Linked DNA regions of Mus musculus: region 1 is linked to region 2. Evidence: chromatin contacts called from public promoter capture Hi-C data. All regions are on one chromosome and are shown on one strand. The core of a region is the stretch at or near the end of the contact, and the rest is flanking DNA. Distances in the headings are between cores, read along the strand shown.

Region 1 (6,515 bases), core at 1,224-3,723, 2.8 Mb after region 2:
CACCTTTTCTAAGTCCATTTTTTTCTTTCTTTTTAAAAAAGATTTATTTATTATTATATGTAAGTACACTGTAGCTGTCTTCAGACACACCAGAAGAGGGCGTCAGATCTCATTATGGATGGTTGTAAGCCACCATGTGGTTGCTGGGATTTGAACTCAGGACCTTCGGAAAAGCAGTCAATGCTCTTAACCGCTGAGCCATCTCTCCAGCCCCTTTTTTCTTTCTTGTTTAGTGAAAATGTTTTACTATGTAATCCCTGAATTTGAGATTCTCCTAACTTGTGTTCTCAGTGGTGGAATTAGGAGTAAGGTACCACACCCAGGTTAAATCCATTCTTCAAAATTACCTTTCCACATAACACAAATATAAAGGGGTAGTTCAGTAATTATGTTTAACTCTTTTCCCTCCTGGGGCGGGGGTGGGGGGGTGCGGGGAGAGGAATTACCTGTTCTAATAAATTAGAATTTCAAAATTCCAAATGGAAGAAAGGGGCTTAGAGGCTATTTCCTAAGTGATAAAATATAAAAGGGTATAAAACACCAGACTTTTGTTGTATAGCCCTGGGTGTCCTGGAACTTTGTAGACAGGCTGGCTTCAAACTCAGAAATCCGCCTGCCTCTGCCTCCCAAGTGCTGGGATTAAAAGCGTGCGCCACCACCACCCAGAAAGTCTACATGCTTATCCTGTCTAAAGGCCTTTGTAAAACTGGCTGGCTGTGGTAGTTCACTGCAGTAATCCAACACTCAGGGGCTCAGGTAGGAGAATCGCTTTGAGTTGCAGACCAGCCATAGCTAGATAATGGCTCCAAAACAAAACAGGTTGGATGTAGTAGTACACCTATGATCCCAGGCATTGGGAAGATAGGGACAAGAGGATCGTGAACTTCCATATTTTGGGCTACACACAATGTTTGATTCTAGTCTGGTACTACAGGAGACTCTTTCCAAAAAACCAGAAGGATCTTTGCATAATCAAATAAAGCACACTGGTGTGAGTATGGTTACATGTATTAGTTCTGAAATTCAAGCTTACATCTAGTTAAATCTCACAATTACATTGGGTCTTAGAGGCAGTTCAGTGGTAGAGCACTGCCTAGCATGCTCAAGTCCCTGTGTGGATTCCATTCCCAGTTAGCCCATCCTCACAATAAGCTTAACCCTGAAACCCACACTTCCACTTTACTGTAAGGAAAGTTTCCACATGTACAAACATGCAGAGGTGATTACGTGACTGTCACAAACACATTTAACTTGTATATTAGCAGCCAAATAAGAACCCAGCTCTGAAAATATACCTGTTGTAATCAGAAAAAAATTTTCAGACCAAGTCTTACTATGTAACTGCAGCTGATCTAGGACTCTATGTAGACCCAGGCTGGCCTCCAAGTCACCAGAAACTGCCTGCCTTTCATGTTAGAAAGTAACTTTTTACCAGTGGTAACTTATTTGGGGTAATCTTTATAATTATACTCCAAGTTAACCATTCTTCAATTCAAATCAATGTTTCTACAGTCTTCAACCACAGACAGGAAAATCTTGGTTTTTGTGGAATGAGTTCTGAGTCTAGTCCAAAAAAGAGGGGAAAAAAAAAAATCTTTGAAATAAATTTGCAATATTTCAGACATGAAACAGCTACAAATAGTTCTCAACTGTAAAACTGCAAATTAATGCAACAAGGTAACTATACTTCTGCTCCAAAAACAATTTGAAGTTTTGGCCAATATGTATTTTCTTCCAAGAGTGAAATTCAGAGAATGCAAACCCTTAAGAAAGGAATATTTTAAAACGTGAAACCGTTATTTCAAACAACCTTATCTTTGAACACTGAAGACTGTTTCAATAGACTTGAGGTGAAAGCAGAAGGACTTGTTCAAGTGTTAAAAGATACCTCTCCCCACCAGCCAACTCAACCAACTAAGGACCATACGCTTAAACAATCAGAAAAGCTTGCAATAAAATGTTCCAAAGGTTCACGAGTTCCCACAGAAGACCTACAAAGTCTTTCTTTCTTAGCCAGGTGTGGCAGCACTTTAATCCCAGCACTGGAGAGGCAGAGGAAGGCAAGCTTTGAGTTCAAGGCTAGCCTGGTCTATAGAGCAAGCTCCAGGATAGTTGGGCTACATACTGAAACCCTGTCTCAAAATACAAAACAATAACAACAATAATAATCATCTCCCTTTCTTGTGAAAAAGACAACCAACCCCGGTCAAGACATGTGTGTCCTCGAAAGCCAAAGCAGCATTTTCTCTGTCTGGTGGAACTGCCAGATTTATAGACCTTATTGCAGACCCTAAAATCTGAAAGATATGGTGGAAAAGGTTTAAAACAACAACAATCCCACCAGAACAGAACTTTCTCAAAGTGTGCAACAGCTATGAACTTTACGAGCGCCAAGCAAGGTTTTATGCCTGCTTTACAGATTGGTGAACTAAGGGGTGTGTGTGTGTGGGGGGGGGGGGAGCAGATCGTTTCCGTTAAATGCCTTTCTCAAGGTCACGACGGTGCAAAAACCACCGGGGAAAGAGGATCTCAGGTCTCCGACCTTTCTGCACTGGAAAGGCAGCACGGCGCAACGTGCTCCGCTCTGCTCGAAATCCCAACGCCACAAGGTTTTCGGGTTAAGGATGGACACCCCGAATGCTCTCCACCGAGCTCCACCGGACTTGGGTACCCCGTGGCGTTCCCGTCCGCACTCCCGCCGTCCCAGTCCGAGCGCCACTGCTCTGAGAGGGGCCAGTGAGGGTCACTTACCGTCGCTCTCCGCCCTGACGAGCAGGGACATGCCCTTCAGCCTCTCCACGTAGCCGGAGGACACATGGCCAGTACCCCGGTCGTCCCACTGCCGGTCCTCGTTGAGCGTGTAGACCTTCACCCGCCGTCGGGTGTCGGTCATCGTGCCGGCCGGGGGCCCCGCCCGAGTGGCCCAGGGACAGTGTCCAGAAAAGGCGGGCGGCCGCAAACGGGGAACTCCGGGACCTCAGTGCCACCGCTGGCCGCCGCGGAGCTGCGCCGCCGCTCGCATGGCCCGCTCCCGGGTCCGAGCCCCGGGCCGCCGCCTTCTCTCGTCTCCTTCTCCCCGGCGCTATTGTCCAGGCCGAGCGAGCGCGGCCGCCCAGCAGCCCCGACAGGGAACGCGCAGCACTACGCAGCCTACCGGCCCGCCGTTCCAACGAGGTGCGGCTCGGTTCACAGACCCGCTCCGGCCTCCACCATGACCTCCGCAGAGCCGCTTTCCCGCGCCGCCGCCTCCTCAGGCCGCCGCCGCCATGTTTTCCTCCCTTGTACCTGGCCCAGCCGCTGCAGCAGGAAGCCCCGCTCCGCTCCTCCCGCTTAAAGCATCCGAAGCCGGTGAGGTAGCACTTCCCGGGAGACTCCGAACGCCTCTGGCCACCCGAGAACCCCTGGCTCTTCTTAGAAGCCGCCTTCCCTACTCCGCCGCCTCTTCCGTCTTCCTCACAGAGCCAAAGCCGCCGCCATCTTGGCTCGCCCCTCAAAAGCGGCGCGCGGGGCCACCTAGGCAGTAGCGGCAGGGGCGGCCCGCAAGCCCCACCACTTAAAGCGACAAGACGGGAGCCGGCAGCTTCGCTCCGGCCGAGGCCTTGCACCGAGGCGGGCGCGGAGCTGCGGGGGTGGCGGGAGCGGAGGAGGCGGGACGCGAGTCGCGCCGGTGACGGACCGGGACTCCCTCGCGCTGCCCTGCGCGTACTGTCGTGCAAGCGCGGGCTGCGTGTGCGTCCGTCGCACTTTGAATTCGTCATCACCTCGGCTCCGGGCGGGGAAGGGGTGTGGAGTCTGTTGGCGGCTTCTGGAGCCAGACTGGACTCTGATCCCGGAGCTCGTCCTTTCCCGTGCGAGCCTTCTCCGGACGCTTTAGGGAGGACCTTTGCAGTCGGCCCTGGGGGCGCGGGCTGCTGGCGTCCTCCTCGTCCTCCCCCCGCCCTCCTCCTCCTCCTCCTCTTCTTCCCTTGGCCTGAAATAGAGAAGTTTCTGAGAGAGGACCGTTTGGACCGCGAGGTTGGCGGGATGCAGTGAGGCACGCAATGGCCGGGCAAGTCTAAAACCCTCGACGCGGTGTTCACGCGTGGCACTGCTCCCCGGGATCATTCTGAGCACTCACCTCACAATAATCAGCGGTTATCTCCCTTTCTCTGTCGGTTATCAAAGCTGATCGTCTGTAGCCCTAGGCTGGTTTGTTTGTTTTTTTAAACAAAATAACAAAACACATCTTGAAGGGCTTGCAAAGATAAATGCCGTACTGTATGAATAAGATGAAATTCTTTGTTTTTTTGTTTTTTTTGAAACACAGCCTCACAATGTTGCTCTGACTGGCTGAAGCAACGTATGCGAGAAGCTGGGATCTTTCTTAACCCACACCAGAGACAAGTGCTCGCAAAGACATACCTGAAATCATTCACCAACAAAACTCGGAAGCATGTAAAAACAAAGCAGTTGCTGTTTCTAAATACCAGAATGCAATCCTTTCAAGCATCTAGATGGAGCCCATGAGCTCCAAGCAGAGCAGGTTAGCAGTATGGCCCTCTATGCTGATTATTTTATAGCAATGCTTCTAACCTTCCTAAAATGCTCTGACTCTTTTATAACACAGTTTCTCTTGTTGTGGTGACCCCTCCCTCACTATAAAATCATTTTGTTGCTACTTCGTAACTGTAATATGCAGGATATCTGCTGTGTCCCGTGTTTGACCGCCAAGGGATCGAGACCCACATGTTGAGAACCACCTTTTTAAAGGCCCTTGGAGACTGACTAGCAGAGCTTACACAGTGAATAGTTTCTTATCTGCCTTGACTCTTTACCCATCAAAGAAGAAACTGTTGCTTTCATCCCTCTGAAACTGTTTTGCTGGAGTACAGAACCCAATAGAACACACCTAGCCAGTCTCAGTATTTTGTCTCCTGGCTTATTCTGATGATGGAAATCATTTACAAACTATTTTGTGTCTTCCAGAGCTTTCCTAAATTGCTATGATCCGGGTCTTCCTCTCCTCTATAAAGTGTCCTTTAGAGACTTTGAATCAGGGTACACCAGGATTTGTACTTCTCAGAATTTCAGAATTGCCAGCTTGTGTTTGGGAACAAGTACTGTGAGGAAATAATTTATTTGGCGTATACTTCTAGGTCACAGTCCATTGCTGAGGGAAATCAGGGCAGGAACTCAAAGCAGGAGCCTGAAGCAGAAACCATGGAGGAATGTTGCCTGTTGGCTTGCTCCCCTCATACTTAGTTTTTTTTTATAAAGTCCAGGACAACCTTACTCAGGGAATATTGCCACCTGCCATGGGCTGGGTGCTCCTACGTCAACTAACAAGCCCCCCCCCCCCCAGACATCCCCAATATCCCCACAGGGCAGTGACCTTAGCAGCTCCTCAACCAAATGTTTTCTCTCAGATGACACCAGGCTGTGTCAATTTGACAAAGCAAAGCAGGGCACATGGGATCTGTTTAGTTAGAGGAATGTGAAGCAATCTTGCCTTCTCTCCCAGTGCACACAACCAACCCTAGATTATTTGCAGACCAGAAGTTCACCTGTGGGGCGAAAAGCAAAGTTCCAGAAGCAGACTGCAGCTTGGTGGCTCGCCACATTTTGTTCTTTTTATTCACAACTTTCTTGCCATCAAGAGATAACTTTTGCCGGACGGTGGTGGCGCACGCCTTTAGTCCCAGCACTCAGGAGGCAGAGGCAGGCAGATTTCTGAGTTCGAGGCCAGCCTGGTCTAGAGAGTGAGTTCCAGGACACAGAGAAGCCCTGTCTCGGAGAGAGAGAGAGAGAGAGAGAGAGAGAGAGAGGAGAGAGGAGAGAGAGAGAGAGAGAGGAGAGAGAGAGAGGAGAGAGAGAGAGAGAGGAGAGAGAGAGAAAAGGGAGAGAAGAGAGAGAGAGAGAGAGAGAACTTTTATCAGAGCAATTTAAAGAGCCTATCTGCTAATGTATTGGATATACACAAGAACATGGGAACATATTGTTCAGTTTATTGAATAAAATGAGCAACTGTTAATTGACATATACCATAGATCATTAACTTTATTTTCTGAATATAGTATCTTTTTTCTGTCTTCATTTTTTAAATATGATGCTGGGGTTCCAATGCAGGCCTTGTATGTACCTGACAAGCACTGTACTGCTGAGCTTCATCTGCACTGTTAAATCCTGTTTCCTTTCCTCCTTCCTTTCTGCTCCCCTGCCCTTCCCTGACAGGTCTCATTATATACCCCAGGCTAGTGACCTAACTTTGAACTGATTCAGGCAACAGGAAACGCTAAACAATTCACTCTTCAGATCTAAAAACCTTAATATCTAATCCCAGCACTTCAGAGATGGAGGCAGGCAGATCTGAAGTGCAAGGTCATCTCTGGTTACATAGTAAGTTGGTCCCTGGGGGGGGCGGGGGAAGCAAATAAAGACGTTTGTATCTGCTCAAGTTCTGAGAAGGCCTTAATCAGAAAAAAATGCTCATATATCTGCCTTGCTCCTGTTAGGAGGCCTGGATCCTTTCAAGGTCA
Region 2 (6,257 bases), core at 2,103-4,602:
ATATCTAATTACTGAGAGAAGTACTTCAAAATTTGGTTATGAAGGTTGTATCTTTATTTAAATTGTGTTTATTTTTTTAAAAAACTATATCTGTATCTCTAAAATACATGTGTTGTATTCTACAATACATTTTTAAAGTTAATAACATCTTACATATTCTAATAATTAAATTTTTCTTATAACTTTTCCATGAAATTCCAAATGTGCATGATTTTTAGAAAACTAGATGTGTTTCTCTAATGACTACTTCAACTAAATGAGCAACCGAGAGTCTCAATACTATTTTGGAAATTTTACATTTAACATGATTCATAAAGATCAAAATAAGAAAAGCCAGACCAGGAAGGTGATGTCACCGAGCCCAAGGTACACACGTGCACACACCCGAAAACATAAATGGAGAGAAATAAAAGCTGATCTGCGGAAGAGCAGCTCCTCAAATGAGGCGGCCTTCCTTCCGTCCCATATGTTTAAGGATAGGTAAAATGTCAGGGAAACCCCTTGTCCCAAATCCTCCTACCTGTTGTTTGTCCATCACCACCTATCTCCACTTTTAGAATATGCAAAGAGGCACCAAAGTTTGGCTGTGGAAAAAAGTAACAGTGTTATTAGAGTGCTCTGTCAGGTAAAACCTCGTAGAGGCCTTAGGCAGCCCAGTGAAGGGAGAGCCAAACTTCTCTCAGAAAGCTGAGAAACTCTAAGGCCGAACTTCACCATATCTTTTCAAAATAGCACAGGCCCGTTGGTTTAATTATTCTTCCTTACCTTAAATAGATAATCCAGTATTTCAGAACGATAGGGCTCTGGGTAATTTACTAGAAGCCGGGAGGTTGCCTGGGGGAAAAAAAATGTTTTCAAAAATATGAAGAAAACAAGTATAATCATCTGTATTTGTCTACAGTGTAAACACACACACACATGCCCCAGCATGAGCAAACGGAGCTGTGGAGGGTCATTTGCCATGCTATTTGGTCTGTATCCAATCACTGAGAGCTAAAGTTTTCTTATGAGGGTGTAAGAGTTGGAGAGATAAGCTTAGTTTTCACTTAGACTTCTGGCCCCTAACACTTTGCATAAATAAACTTGTGTTATCTTAAAAGAAAAGAATAAGTATAAGCACTAGCTAGATTTAGCCATACCTAGACCCAGATGACAGCCTGAAAGAAATTATAAAGCCAATAGTGAATCAAAGACCTATACTTTGGGAGGCTGTTATCAATGAATAGGCAAGGTGTTAGACACAAGGTAACCAAGGAAACCACTGGGTCTCTAGGTTGAAAGCAGTGAAGACAAGATAGCAAAAGGACCCATAAACAGCTTGTGTCTTGGTAACTGTGTCTCTCGATGGTCAAAACGCCCCTTTGCTGTATGCAGTATTTCTGTAGTATTAGAAACTAGGGTATGGGGCACTTTACCAACATCCCACCGTGAAATCTTAAAACAACTTCCCCCTCCATAACCCTTAAGAGGGAACAAGAACCATAATTGGCTAATCACACCTGTCCTCACAATGCTACCACCCGCCCACCCCCAGCTGCTTTGTTCCCTCAGAAGAGAAACTTAAGCAAAGGAAAATGAACTAACTTGTCAAAACCAGGAGGTGAGTGTCCTGTGCCAGAATGATTCCAGCAACCTCGGAAGCCCACATGCCAACCACTGAAGCAAAATGCTTTCCCTAAATATGTGAAAGTCAAGAGAGGGCAATCTAAGTGCTGCTACAACTGTGCTAGGTAACATGTTGTACACACACAAGTTTAAACTGGTGTGTAAATAAAATGGTCATCCATCTTCATTTACTATTTTCCTAAACTGACTAATACATAACATAGTATAGAGACATTACTAACTGACTATTTAATAGATTTACCTGCTCTGGAGGCTGGAGAGATGGCAACTCACGTGCTTCTGGCCTCTGTAAGCACCAGTACTCACATGTACAAACATTCCCAACACACACACACACACACACACACTAAGGCTTACTACATCACACCAGGTTATGAAATTATTTTAATAATTAAAAGTTGAGTAAATTAAGCAAAACTGGAAATCTCATTTTTTTAAAAAAGCCTTTACACTTAGATTTACTATCACAAAGATACCAAAAGGAGACGTTAAGGTTGTATAAGAAATATTGGCTATTTTAAATTTAAATAAACTGAGAATAGATTAGTTCATTATTACACACACACACACTGGGGTATAGAACTTTTTACTGCACTCCTAGCTTTTCGGTAGATCTAAAACTACTCTTAAGATTTCAATTTAAAAGCAAACCCACTTCCCAGTCCTGAGATCTTTGAGTCAACAAGAAATCACTCTCAAGACCTCATCTTTTGAGAATTAGCTGGTGTTTATTAACAAAGTCAGAATGGGAGAGGAAGACAACTTAAATTTTAACCAATGCACCTAATGATTCTTATGTGCCCTAACAGAGCCAGCATTCCCTCGTTCCAACACAGACACGCCACAGTTTCTGTTAGTGGATGAAGGTGGCCCTCTTTTAAAACAATATCCCAGATCGCTTCAGGCTTTACACAACTCTAAAGAGTCCAAGAGGTCTTACAGGGAGGGACGGGGTGCTAATCACTGTTCAAGAAGGGTCCCCAAACCCTGCCTATGTCTTCTGACTCACGGCTCCACCAACTAACTCCCTGGGAAGGAAGAGAACCCACCCCCCCCCCTCCCCAAAGCATCTCGCTGAGGCTTCGCAGTCCCTCTCTGGCTTTTTCCGGAGGCGACCCTTCCAGCGCGGCAAGGACAGCCCTGGCCGGCGATCCAGAACGAGGGCTCCCTCGAGCCCGGGCCACTTGACTGCAGCAGACGCCTGTCCCCTCGAGACGCCTGGCTCCCCATTGCAATCTAACCGCCAGCCCGGGTTCATCTCACCCCGGCGCGCGGGGAAGCGGCGTGCGCTCGCCCGGCAACGCCGCGGGGGCTTGTGGGAGGGGGCGGCCCCGGCGGTCCCTGCGGTCCCTGCGGTCCCTGCGCCGCACCGCACTCCTGCCTCCCGCCAGCCCGCGCTCACCCCGCCGCCGCTGACTGCGCCGATGCCATCGAACTCCCGGCCCAGCCCGTCGGAGTCGTCTAGCACGTAGGCGCCACCGGGCACTAGCAGCGCACACAACAATAAGGGCACCGCAACACGGCTCGCCGAGCCCGCGGCGGCGGTCATGACTTTTGCTTGGCGTTGCTGGGAAGCCTTAGGTTGGCTGTTAGCCATTGTGCGGGTCACGCGACTGTGGCGCCCGGGGAGGCGGGCCCGATCGCCTCCCTGAGGAAGAAGAGCGGGCGGCTGAGGAAGCTTTCGCCATCTTAAGTGAGGGCTGCGGGCTGTCCGCGCAGCCGCTGTTGTGTTGAGCTGGGGGGGCGGGGTGGGGGGCTGGTTGAGCGAGCTTTGCCTTGTCACTTCTGTGTCAAAGAGGCGGGACCGGTCTCTGCGTGTAATTACTTAGTGACCACTCTTCCTACCTCACCTGATGGATCATCTTAGAAAACGGGAAGTGAATGGTCAACAACGGTCAAAAGAGGGCTTTGAGTGGTCCTACTCTAGCCGAGCATTCCCAGTAGGAAACAGCAATGAGGACCTGGCTTTAAGCGCCCCCAGTTAAGCGGTCACCTTGGTTGAGTCGCTTGGCTTGAGGACCCTGAATTTTTCTAAACCACCGTGAGACCAGAACAGCAAGTCAGGGAACTCCGGATAAGATAAAAGTAAGATAATAGGCACTCGGGAAGTCATAATTGTGCACTTATATACACTTAGCAAATGCTAGCTGACAAAGTTTGTTCGATTGAGTAGTCTGCTATATCCAGGTCTTTTAGCCTTAAAAGAGTTAATATGATTACTCGTCCAAAATGTTGCTATATAGTAATTTGAATTGCGAGACCTAAAAAATACAATAGGTTCAGAATACTCGGACCTTTATTCTGTTTCTTGAATAAAAAATGACTATGAAAATCACTTATGAAAGATGCCCTGACTTACATAGAGGAAGTGGTAATGTTTGCCAACTCCTGTTACAGTAACCCTTGCCTTCCTATTCACTTCTCTACCCAGTTAAATACCCTGGCAGGTGCATCCAACCTGTGCCTGAGACCACATGGAGCAGATGATTGCTATGAAAGCACCCTACCCCAAAATTGTACATAAACTTAACTCAAGACATTCTGTGACTTTTTATGATTAAAATAGTCAACTGTGCAGACCTCAAGTGTGAAGTCTATAGCGGACAACATAGTGTCAGGATAAGAAAAGGTTGGACGTGCCTGCTGGCAGCTTGTGTTCTTAGAACTTGTTCCATCTACCAGTCTCACCTTGAACTCAGAGAGTTCTGCCTGCCTCTGCCTCTCTGCCTCTCTGCCTCTCTGCCTCTGCCTCTCTGCCTCTCTGCCTCTCTGCCTGCCTCTCTGCCTCTCTGCCTCTCTGCCTCTCTCTCTGTCTCTCTGCCTGCCTCTCTGCCTCTCTGCCTCTCTGCCTGGCACATTTTACAACCTAAATTGCTCCTGATCAGATTCAGCATGTTTATCATTAACTGTTTGTTTGTTTGTTTGTTTGGGGGGGGGAGTCTTCAATTTCTTAGGGTATGCCCCTGTGCCCTGTAACTTAAATTTATGTGCTTCATCCATCTAGTCTGTCACAGCAGTTTAATTCTTAGGACCCAAGGATGACAAAGGTGAAATTATGCTTCCTCGAAACAATCATAAGCTACCTTCCACTGTCAGTAAGACTGATGTGATAGGAAAGTGAACTGTCCTGAGAATTTAGATTCCCCTAATTTTGTAGAAATCAATCTCTCTCTCTCTCTCTCTCTCTCTCTCTCTCTCTCTCTCTCTCTCTCTCCCCCTTTAGTAGAAAGCATACAATAAGCTGAGTTTCCCACCCAAGCCCCTGAGACACCAGAGTGGCAAGGAGAAGACACAGGACAGGCCCTGGGGCTTAAGAGATCATAGGCTTTGCATAACTATCTTTGGAATAAGTTGTGCTCCCCCTTAAAGACAAACCTAAATCTGTGTTTCAAGACTACTGTCTTCAGTACTTTTACTCGGTGCTGTAACAATTGTACTATGTGCTAAAGAACTTAAAGACAGAAAGGTTTGTCTTGGCTTACAGTTGGAGGGTGCAATCCTTGGCAGGAGAGTCATGACAGCAGTACCCCGAGACACCTGGTGGTGTTGCATCTCCAGTCAGGAAATCCAAGAGAGGTGAACATGCTGGCATTCAGTTTACTTCCTTCTTTTTGTTCCATCCAGGACTTATGACAGCTTCCCTCTTCAGATAAGTCTTTCAGGGAAGACCTTCATAGACACGCCCAGAGGTGTGTTTTGTGGTGATTCTAAATTCAGTCAAGTTGATAATGAAGATTAACCACCACAAACACAAATATGGGAAATTATATGAAAGGATAAAATCAAACCATTGTCTTTCTGAGCAATACTATACCTGTGTTCATTCCTCTTTCTCCTCCTCCTCCTTCTTCTTCGTGTGTGTGTGTGTGTGTGTGTGTGTGTGTGTGTAGACCAGTGGTTCAAAGCAAGTGGCTTCCTCAAACTCTTCACATAATTTGTGTGTCTATGTGTATGAATGTGTGTGTTTTATATTCAAACATATTTAGAGATGTGCACATGAGTCCTCAAAAAGGCCAGAGCAGGTCCTCGGGTGTCTGTCTCTATCACTTTCTACCTTATTCCCTTGAGACAAGATTTCTCACTGAACAGCAAGGTGCAGTAATCTATCTGTCTCCTTCACCCTCTGAAGCACTGGGATTACAGTTGCCTGCCACCTGTTATATGTCCCATGCTTGAGCAGTGTGTTCTTATCGACTGAGTCATTTCCCAAACTCTCTTTACCTTCTATTTTGAGTTAGGGTCTCTCATCAAACCTGGAACACATACCACACTCATGAAAACAGGAAGTTTGAAGCCAACATACAGCACATGCCATACTGTAGCATGCCATTCCAACTTCTAATTGGCACACTGGTTGCAGATTTTGTGCAATGGGTGAACAATACAGAATAGGATACAGAAACCATTAACAGAAATGATACCCACCCTGGAAGCACTACAGTTCATGGATCAAAGCACACAGCTCTTGTTTCCGATTTCTGATCTATACTCGGAAAACAAACAAGAAATATTCCTGTTAAGCAAAGTCATGTATGCAGACTGGAAAAGAAAATTCACCAGTATGTGAGAAAAAGAGAAATCACAGTTATCAGAGAAGCAATCCTGTTCATAGGTTCTCTTAAATGTATGGA

What was found. Promoter capture Hi-C pulls out the DNA fragments that hold promoters and counts their contacts.
Region 1: a promoter capture Hi-C map of liver shows a contact between it and region 2, with 4 times the contacts expected there. The contact joins the promoter of D130020L05Rik here to the promoter of Galc in region 2. A contact is called at or near these places in 3 of 39 promoter capture datasets (liver and pre-B cells) and 1 of 484 Hi-C or Micro-C datasets (B cells).

Annotation. Positions count from the first base shown.
Region 1 is chr12:101,079,978-101,086,492 of GRCm38.p6, forward strand. It overlaps D130020L05Rik (RIKEN cDNA D130020L05 gene), which reads left to right and starts at 2,474. Exons shown (of 2, transcript NR_038050.1): 1 at 2,474-4,522. It overlaps Ppp4r3a (protein phosphatase 4 regulatory subunit 3A), which reads right to left and starts at 3,725. Exons shown (of 15, transcript NM_211355.2): 1 at 2,752-3,725. The coding sequence starts at 2,893.
Region 2 is chr12:98,256,107-98,262,363 of GRCm38.p6, forward strand. It overlaps Galc (galactosylceramidase), which reads right to left and starts at 3,353. Exons shown (of 17, transcript NM_008079.4): 1 at 3,029-3,353; 2 at 766-834; 3 at 521-584. The coding sequence starts at 3,223.